Regions from separate parts of the Sus scrofa genome. Here region 2 is linked to region 1. A link is a contact called in public HiChIP or PLAC-seq data. All regions are on one chromosome and are shown on one strand. Each heading gives the region's core, a stretch centred on a gene start, on an enhancer-like site or on the middle of the called end of the contact. The rest is flanking DNA. Distances are from core to core; before and after follow the strand shown. Region 1 holds the start of UFD1 (ubiquitin fusion degradation protein 1 homolog). Region 2 has its middle 13 kb from the start of SEPT5.

Region 1 (3,666 bases), core at 351-2,850:
CACAATAGGGTATAAATCCAAAACAATGAGAAGCTGGGTCTTGAAAATATGTATTTGTACACTGACAGTCACAGGAGGGCTATTTACAAGAGCAAAGAGCTGGAAACAATCCAAACACCCATCGACAAATGAATGAAGAAAGAAAACGTGGTCCATCCATACAATGGAATATTGTTTGGCTCTAAAGAGGAAGGAAGTTCCAACATTTGCTCTAACGGTAATGAACTCTGAGGACATTCTGCTCAGTGTAATAGGCCAAACACAAAAGGACAAATACTGCGTGATTCTATTTACATGAGGTACTTAGAGTAAGTCAAATTCGCAGAGAGGAAAAAAATGGTGGTGGTGGTTGCCAGGGGCTGGGGGAAGAGGAATTGTTTAATGGGGACAGAGTTTCAATTTTTCAAGATAAAAAAGTTCTGTAGATCTACTATGCAACAATGTGAATGTACTTAACACCACTAAACTTTACACTTAAAAATGTACAAACTGGAGTTCCCGTCGTGGCTCAGTGGTTAACAAATCCAACTAGGAACCATGAGGTTGTGGGTTCAACCCCTGGCCTTGCTCAGTGGGTTAAGGATCCAGCGTTGCCGTGAGCTGTGGTGTAGGTCGCAGACGCAGCTCAGATCCCATGTTGCTGTGGCTGTGGCCTATGCCAGAGACTACAGCTCCGAACAGACCCCTGGCCTGGGAACCTCCATATGCCGCGGGAGCGGCCCTAGAAAAGACAAAAAGACAAAAAAAGGGGGGAGGAAAAAAAAAAAACAGAACTCAGTTCAACAAAATCATGGCCAGAGGCATAACAAATACACGGCGCTTCTGCTTCTGGGTGAGTGGGCGCCTCGTCACTCGAACCCCACCTCTAAGCCCTTTCTTCTGGGTGCAACACAAAAAGGACCGCGTACACAAGGTGTTGAACACCGGGTCCCAACCTGCCCTCAACCTTCCCCTTATGATCCCGACGCGGAGCGCTCAGCCCAGAGCACGAGGATACTCGCTTGTTCGGTGGACTGGGCACTGACGCACTCAGCTTAAACTCTTGACAAAGCAAACGCGCGACCCTCTGGTGACAAACAGCGGTACAGCCAGGCCTGACTTCCAAGTCTCACTCCCCCAGCCTCTACACCTCGCCCCCGCCTCCAGAGGCATCGCTGGGGCCCAGGACTGAGAGGTAAGAGGGCCAGGGGAGCCACGGGCAGCGTGGCGGCGTCGCAAGCCGGCAGGGCTCAGTTGGGGGACGGGCCCCGAGCGCCCGCGCCCTTGCCCCTCAGCCTACCAGTCCATCCAGGGCTCGTTTGAGGGAAGCCGTCACAGGTCTAGAGCCTCGAAACGGAGGGCGAAGGCGCCCGCGGAAGGCTCAGGCCGGTGAGTCGGCACCTCCTCGGCTGCACGTTCGCTCGCCGAGCTCCCGCCCCGCCCCCGGCCCCGACCCCAGCCTGCCCCGCCACTCACCATGGTGGACCCCTCGGCCTAGCAGGTGCGCTTTGCCAAAGAACGTTGCGGTGGAAGCCGACTTCTCCTCACAGCCGCCGCTACCGCCGCCGCCTCGCGCGGACATCCGGGACTCACCGGAAATACCGCACCTACACTTCCGGGAGAGGCGCGCGAGGAGGGCGCAGCTGGGTCAAGGGACAAAGGCAAAGGCGCCAGGGTACAAGGTTTCCTTGAGTGAGCGCTTAAATACCCCTTCCTTCCTAACATGTGCACTCTAGACTACCTTTCATGATTATTTTAAACTGCAGTTTGACAGTGCCCCCTCCAGAAGAGTTTGATGGGATTAACGCCCCTTCCGCTTAAGTTACCCAGAATGCACGCAGACCTCCGGCGTCTGCCGCGGCCATCCAAGACTCGGGCGGAAGTAAGACACCCTTCCGCCCTTGAACCAGGCCGCGAGCCAATTGAAATCCTAAACGGAAGCACTCTTTGATGTACACACGAATTTAATTTGCAGAGGGAAGGTTTCTTTTTTCTAGAGGTCTCAGTGAGGGGCAGTAGGCTTTTCTTCCCAAAGTAAAGATAAACACCGAGCGTCGGGTTTCCAGTTAAACGGAGTCAGCGTTAACATGCGCAACCACCAGCGCGTCCAGCCTGTGGCAGATGCCCCTTTGGGGCAGGCCGAAGTCTTCCAGCCGTGAACGGCGGAGCGCTAGTGCCCGCCCTCCAAACAGGCCAATCAGAAAGGAGAAAAGTCTGGGAGCCGAGGGTCGCTGGTTTGTCCCTGGGCCAATCGAAAGAGCCCTGATTTGGCGGGAGTCTTGACGGTTTCCGGGCTCTCGGTCCCCGCGCGCGTTCGGGCTATCCCGCCGCCGTGGCCATGTTCGTGTCCGATTTCCGCAAGGAATTCTACGAGGTGGTCCAGAGTCAGGTGATCCCTGCCTTGGGCGCCCGAGGCCTTGTCGGGGAAGGGCTGAGGGGGTGTGGCCGTGGGGGGCGGGAGGGGCCGGGATTCGTGTATAAACGCTCGGCAAACTCGCTCCCCCCCTCCCCCCCGGTAGAGGGTCCTTCTCTTCGTGGCCTCGGACGTGGACGCTCTGTGCGCTTGCAAGATCCTTCAGGTGAGGCTGCAGACCTGGCCGGCGGGCGGGGGACAGGGCAAGGGAGGGGAGGGACAGGGCAAGGGTGGGGGTCAGGGCAAGGGGAGGGGGGACAGGGCAAAGGGAGGGGGGAACAGGGCAAGGGGAGGGGCGGGGCAAGGACCCCCTCCTGGGCGAGAGCTCGGCCTGGGGCGAGGGCTCTTCCCTGGCGGGACAGTGTTGGGTGGGTTAGAGGAGAACTAAGCAGAAAGCAAGGAGACTAGTTAGTGTGTCTGCAGTAACCTAGGCTGCATCGGGGAGACCTGAGACCCGTAGCGGCTTCTTTCTGTGGGGTTTGAGGCAGAGGGCTGCGGGCACCCTGGTGTCATAAGCAGTCCCGGAGATGACGATTCTTGTTAGAAAAGGTCGCTGCACAGAGTGTAGTGTTTCCATGAACTTCGATTAGGCCCTTGGGTCAGGATCCGCTCAGAAAACCTAGGTCAGCTTTCCAACCGTGTTTTCCTTTAGTGGTTTTCAGCGAAGTTGACAGAATGGTACAGTGAACATTTGTGTGCCCATCATCAACATTTTACTAACCTTACTTTATCAGGTGTTTTTATCTTTCAACTCTTTTTTTTTTAAGTGCATTTCAAGGTAGATTGCAGACATCCTAATAGGTTTTGAAAATACTCTTTCTCCAGGCCCTGTTCCAGTGTGACCACGTGCCATATACGCTGGTTCCAGTTTCTGGGTGGCAAGAACTTGAAACTGCATTTCTTGAGCATAAAGAGCAGGTATGAGAGATGCATTTGAGAATAGTAGGCTTCTTTAGGGAGTTCCCTTCGTGGCTCAACAGTTAACAAACCCGAGGATGTGGGTTCGATCCCTGGCCTAGCTCAGTGGGTTAAGGATCCGGTGTTGCCGTGAGCTGTGGTGTAGGTCACAGACATGGCTTGGATCTGGCATTGCTCTGGCTGTGGTGTAGGCTGGCAGCCGTAGCTTTCATTCAACCCCCAGCCCAGGAACCTCCATATGCCGCAGGAATGGCCCTAAAAAGCAAAAAAAAAAAAAAAGAGAGAGAGAGAGAATGGTAGGCTTTTTAAAACTCAACTACAACTTCTTAGCACTGAGCATTCTATTTCTCTAATGT
Region 2 (3,666 bases), core at 387-2,886, 110 kb after region 1:
AAAAGTTAGGTTTACACTAGACAGTAGTCTCTTAATATGCAACAGTGCTATGTCTAAAAAACAATGTATATACCTTAACTTAAAAATACTTTATTGCTGAAAAGTGCTAACCATCCTCTGAGCCTATAGCAAGTTGTAGTAGTAACATCAGAGGTCATTGATAACAGATGGCCCTACAAACATAATAATGAAAAAGTGTTTTTGGTTTTTTTTGTTTTGTTTTGTTTTGTTTTTTTGTCTTTTCTAGGGCCGCACCTGTGGCATATGGAGGTTCCCAGGCTAGGGGTCTAATCAGAGCTGTTGCCACTGGCCTATACCACAGCCACAGGAACACAGTATCCGAACCGCGTCTTCGACGTACACCACAGCTCACAGCAATGCCAAATCCTTAAGCCACTGAGTGAGGACAGGGATAGAACCCGCAACCTCATGGTTCCTAGTTGGATTCGTTAACCACTGAGCCATGACAGAAACTCCATAATGAAAAAGTTTTAAATATTACGAGGATTGGAGTTCCCCTTGCGGCTCAGTGGTAACAAAGCCGATGAGTAACTATGAAGATGTGGATTTGACCCCTGGCCTCACTCAGTGGGTTAAGGATCCAGTGTTGCCATGAGCTGTGGTGTAGGTCGCAGACACAGCTCCAATCTGGCATTGCTATGGCTGTGGTGTAGGCCAGCAGCTGCAACTCCAATTCAACCTCTAGCCTGGGAACTTCCATATGCCATGGGTGTGGCCCTAAAAAGAAAAGAACAGAAGTAGTGCAAGAATTACCAAAATGTGGCACAGAGGCGAGAAGTGAGTAAATACTGTTGGGAAAGTGGTGCTGAGAGACTTGCCACAAACCTTCATTTGGTTAGGAAAAAAAAAAAAAAAGCCATATCTTTGAAGTGCAATAAAAGGAGGTTTGCCTGCATATGATTCCATTTATATTTTAAAAACTGTTGAAATGAAAAAATTATAAAAAAGGAAAACTGATGACTGGTTGTGGATGGCAGGAGGGAAGTGGGTGTGGCTATGAAAGGGCCACAGGAGGGTCCTGATGATAAACCACCCTCTGTCCCAACCTTTGGCATCCGGTTGAAATGTCCTGTAGTTCTGCAAGATATTACCACTTGGAGAAACTAGGTGAAGGGCACCAGGGACCCGTAGAGACGGTGAGCCACAGGGGCTACGTGGGCTGTCAGCTGGTCTCCCTCCCAGAGCCCATTTGTCTGCTCTCAGTGTGGGCCAGGCTCCCTCTTGGGTTATAGCTGCTAAAGAAATGCATTGCACCACACCACCATTTCCACACATCTGGGAGCGGGGGCCCTGGGGGCAGGGCCTGGTGGGGGGCTGGGAGGTGCTTTCTACATCGCAAGCCATGCACCTCCCTACCTGCTGCCTCTTGGGGTAGCACTCCAACTGCAGCCACATCCTGTGCCTATGGACCCTGTGTGCCGTGCAGCTGGGCAGATGGTGTACACAGGAGGGGTTGACCAGGGTCCCAAGGAGGGTGGAGGGGTGGGGCGTCAGGGCCACAGCGCCCCCGAGCTTGCAGTTTGCTTTCTAATTTGTGGCCACAGCCAATGAAGGTGGAAACCACTGCAGTATCGTTCTCAAAATAGAGCAGCCACAGACGTTGCTTCACTACCTCCCTCTGCATCTCGCCATCCATCCTGCCTTCCTTCTGCCATCGGCCCCTTCCCTCTCCTCTCCAACCACATGCTGAGGCCCTGGCCAGCCGGCTGTGGTCTCCCAGCTGGGAGGCATCACCCCAACTCCCTTCCTCCCAGGACGCTGCCACTGCCACATTGTTCCTCCAGAACACTGGCCTGGCCATGCCACCCCCAAAACTGCCCTGGTCCCTCTCAGCAAGTTACAGTGGGGGTCTTGACCTCTTGAGCCTGCCCCTGCCTGCCCTCCCCCCTCTCCCCCCCTACTGCTCAGGCCCCTGGCACTTTGGCTGCCTCTCAGCCCTTCCCGTCCTCCAGGCTCGCTGGTGCTCCATCAGGGAGGGGCAGTTCCACTCCTCACCTCCACCCCTCTTTTTTTGGAGATGGGGGTGCTGGCTCATTTTATCCCCCAGAACCCAGGCCTCAAGGCACCCCCAGGCTGCTGCTCAGCAGTTCTAGACTGTGCCCATGCTTGTAATGCCCAGTCTTCGCACTGTGGCACATTCCTGGAGGCCGGGACACAGATCCCAGCGGAAGGGATATGCAGTCTCACTAGATGTCACCCGCCCCCTGGGACCCCTGGTGTGAGTTAACCTGGGCACCCGGCCCATGTGTATGGTGTGTGTTCAGCCTTGTCTGTGTCTTTGGCCCCCTGGCTACTGAGACTTTGCCCGCAGGCCCCAGATGTTCTCTCTCCACTTGTCATGATCCATCTCTTTCTTTATGCTCCCTTTACCATGGCAGTGATGTGATTTTCTGTAACTGTGTCTTGTCTTTTCTTGGGTGTGGAGTTTTGAGTCCCCACACACCTCCTGCCAGGGAATTCACTCAGGGAATTCATATCTCTCCTGCCAGTGAATTCACCCAGGGAATTCATATCTCTGCTGTTATCACCTGTGTGTTTTCGTTGACTGCTTCTGAGGTTTGGTCCATTTGCAGCTTAGCTTTCTAAAGGAGTGAGGGTTGCATCTGATCACACCTGTTTCTAGATGGCTTCCCTGTTTTCCCACCCCACTTTTGTTCAGAAAACCCACTTTCCCTCGCCTTTTGCAAATACTAAGTCTCCAGAGGAGCTTGGGTCTGTTCCTGAATTTTCCAGATCAATGCAAGCTACATGCCGGATAAAAATTTTCTGGGAGCCACATTAAAAAAATAAAGAGAGGAGTTCCTGTCATGGTTCAGTGGTTAATGAATCTGACTAGCATCCATGAGGATGCAGGTTTGATCCTTGGCCTCGCTCAGTGAGTTAAGGATCCTGTGTCGCCATGAGCTGTGGTGTAGGTTGAAGACACAGCTCGGATCTGGTATTGCTGTGGCTCTGGCGTAGGCAGGCACCTACAACTCCAATTGGACCCCTGGCCTGGGAACCTCCATATGTATGCCGCAGGTGCAGCCCCAAAAAACAAACAAAAAAAAAAAAGAGAGAGAGAGAGAGAAAGAGAGAAAAACAAGTGAGACTAGTTTTAACATTTACAACGTAATCCATCCAAAGATCCCTCCACCTGTCAGTAGGTGTGTACAAAAGACCGATGAGTAGTCTGCATCTTTTTCTCTGGCCTGGGTGTGTGTGGTTTCCACCAGAATAGCCAAATCCCAGGGCTCAGCAGACACTCAGGGCTGTGCCACCCTGTCCCTCCCGCCTGGCCCTCACCGTGATCCTTGTAAGGGTGTACAGGGTGTTTGCATGTCTGGCAGGTGCCTGATCCTCTCCAAGTGGAGGCTGACCGCTCAGCGCCTGAGCCCCCTCCCCAGAGAACGTTCTTCTTCCCCAGAGGGAACGGCCTCAGGGAGGCACCAGGGGCAGCTGGCATTGGGTGAGAAAGTGCGAGATCTTTATGTTTGTCTGGGACTTTGTTTGAGGAAAATTTGTTTCTCTCATTTTGCTAATAGAGGTCTGTTCATCTGCCAGATACTATGAGATGACTTCTTCATTTGAACATAGAATTTTCTTCGGATTCTTAAACCTCAAACCAGCTTTGAGGTAATGTCTTAGGAAATTTTTGGAACTATG

What was found. HiChIP or PLAC-seq counts read pairs in DNA pulled down with a chosen protein or histone mark.
Region 2: a contact with region 1 is called in an H3K27ac HiChIP or PLAC-seq map of alveolar macrophages. The contact joins the enhancer-like site here to the promoter of UFD1 in region 1. A contact is called at or near these places in 4 of 5 promoter capture datasets (fetal liver, fetal skeletal muscle and liver), 29 of 47 Hi-C or Micro-C datasets (adipose tissue, alveolar macrophages, blood and 16 more) and 2 of 2 datasets of contacts at active chromatin or transcription factors (alveolar macrophages and skeletal muscle).

What each region holds. Positions count from the first base shown.
Region 1 is chr14:51,131,220-51,134,885 of Sscrofa11.1, forward strand. UFD1 (ubiquitin fusion degradation protein 1 homolog) reads right to left here and starts at 1,601. Exons shown (of 12, transcript XM_001929622.7): 1 at 1,456-1,601. It overlaps CDC45 (cell division control protein 45 homolog), which reads left to right and starts at 1,892. Exons shown (of 17, transcript XR_002338936.1): 1 at 1,892-2,368; 2 at 2,499-2,558; 3 at 3,218-3,310.
Region 2 is chr14:51,237,810-51,241,475 of Sscrofa11.1, forward strand. No RefSeq gene overlaps it. Among named protein-coding and RNA genes, the nearest start is that of SEPT5, 13 kb to the right of the region's middle. Within about 2 kb of position 1,637, at least 3 of the 83 cell types and tissues checked have an H3K27ac peak or open chromatin away from gene starts, as enhancers often do. A contact at or near this core is called in alveolar macrophages, where this site is marked.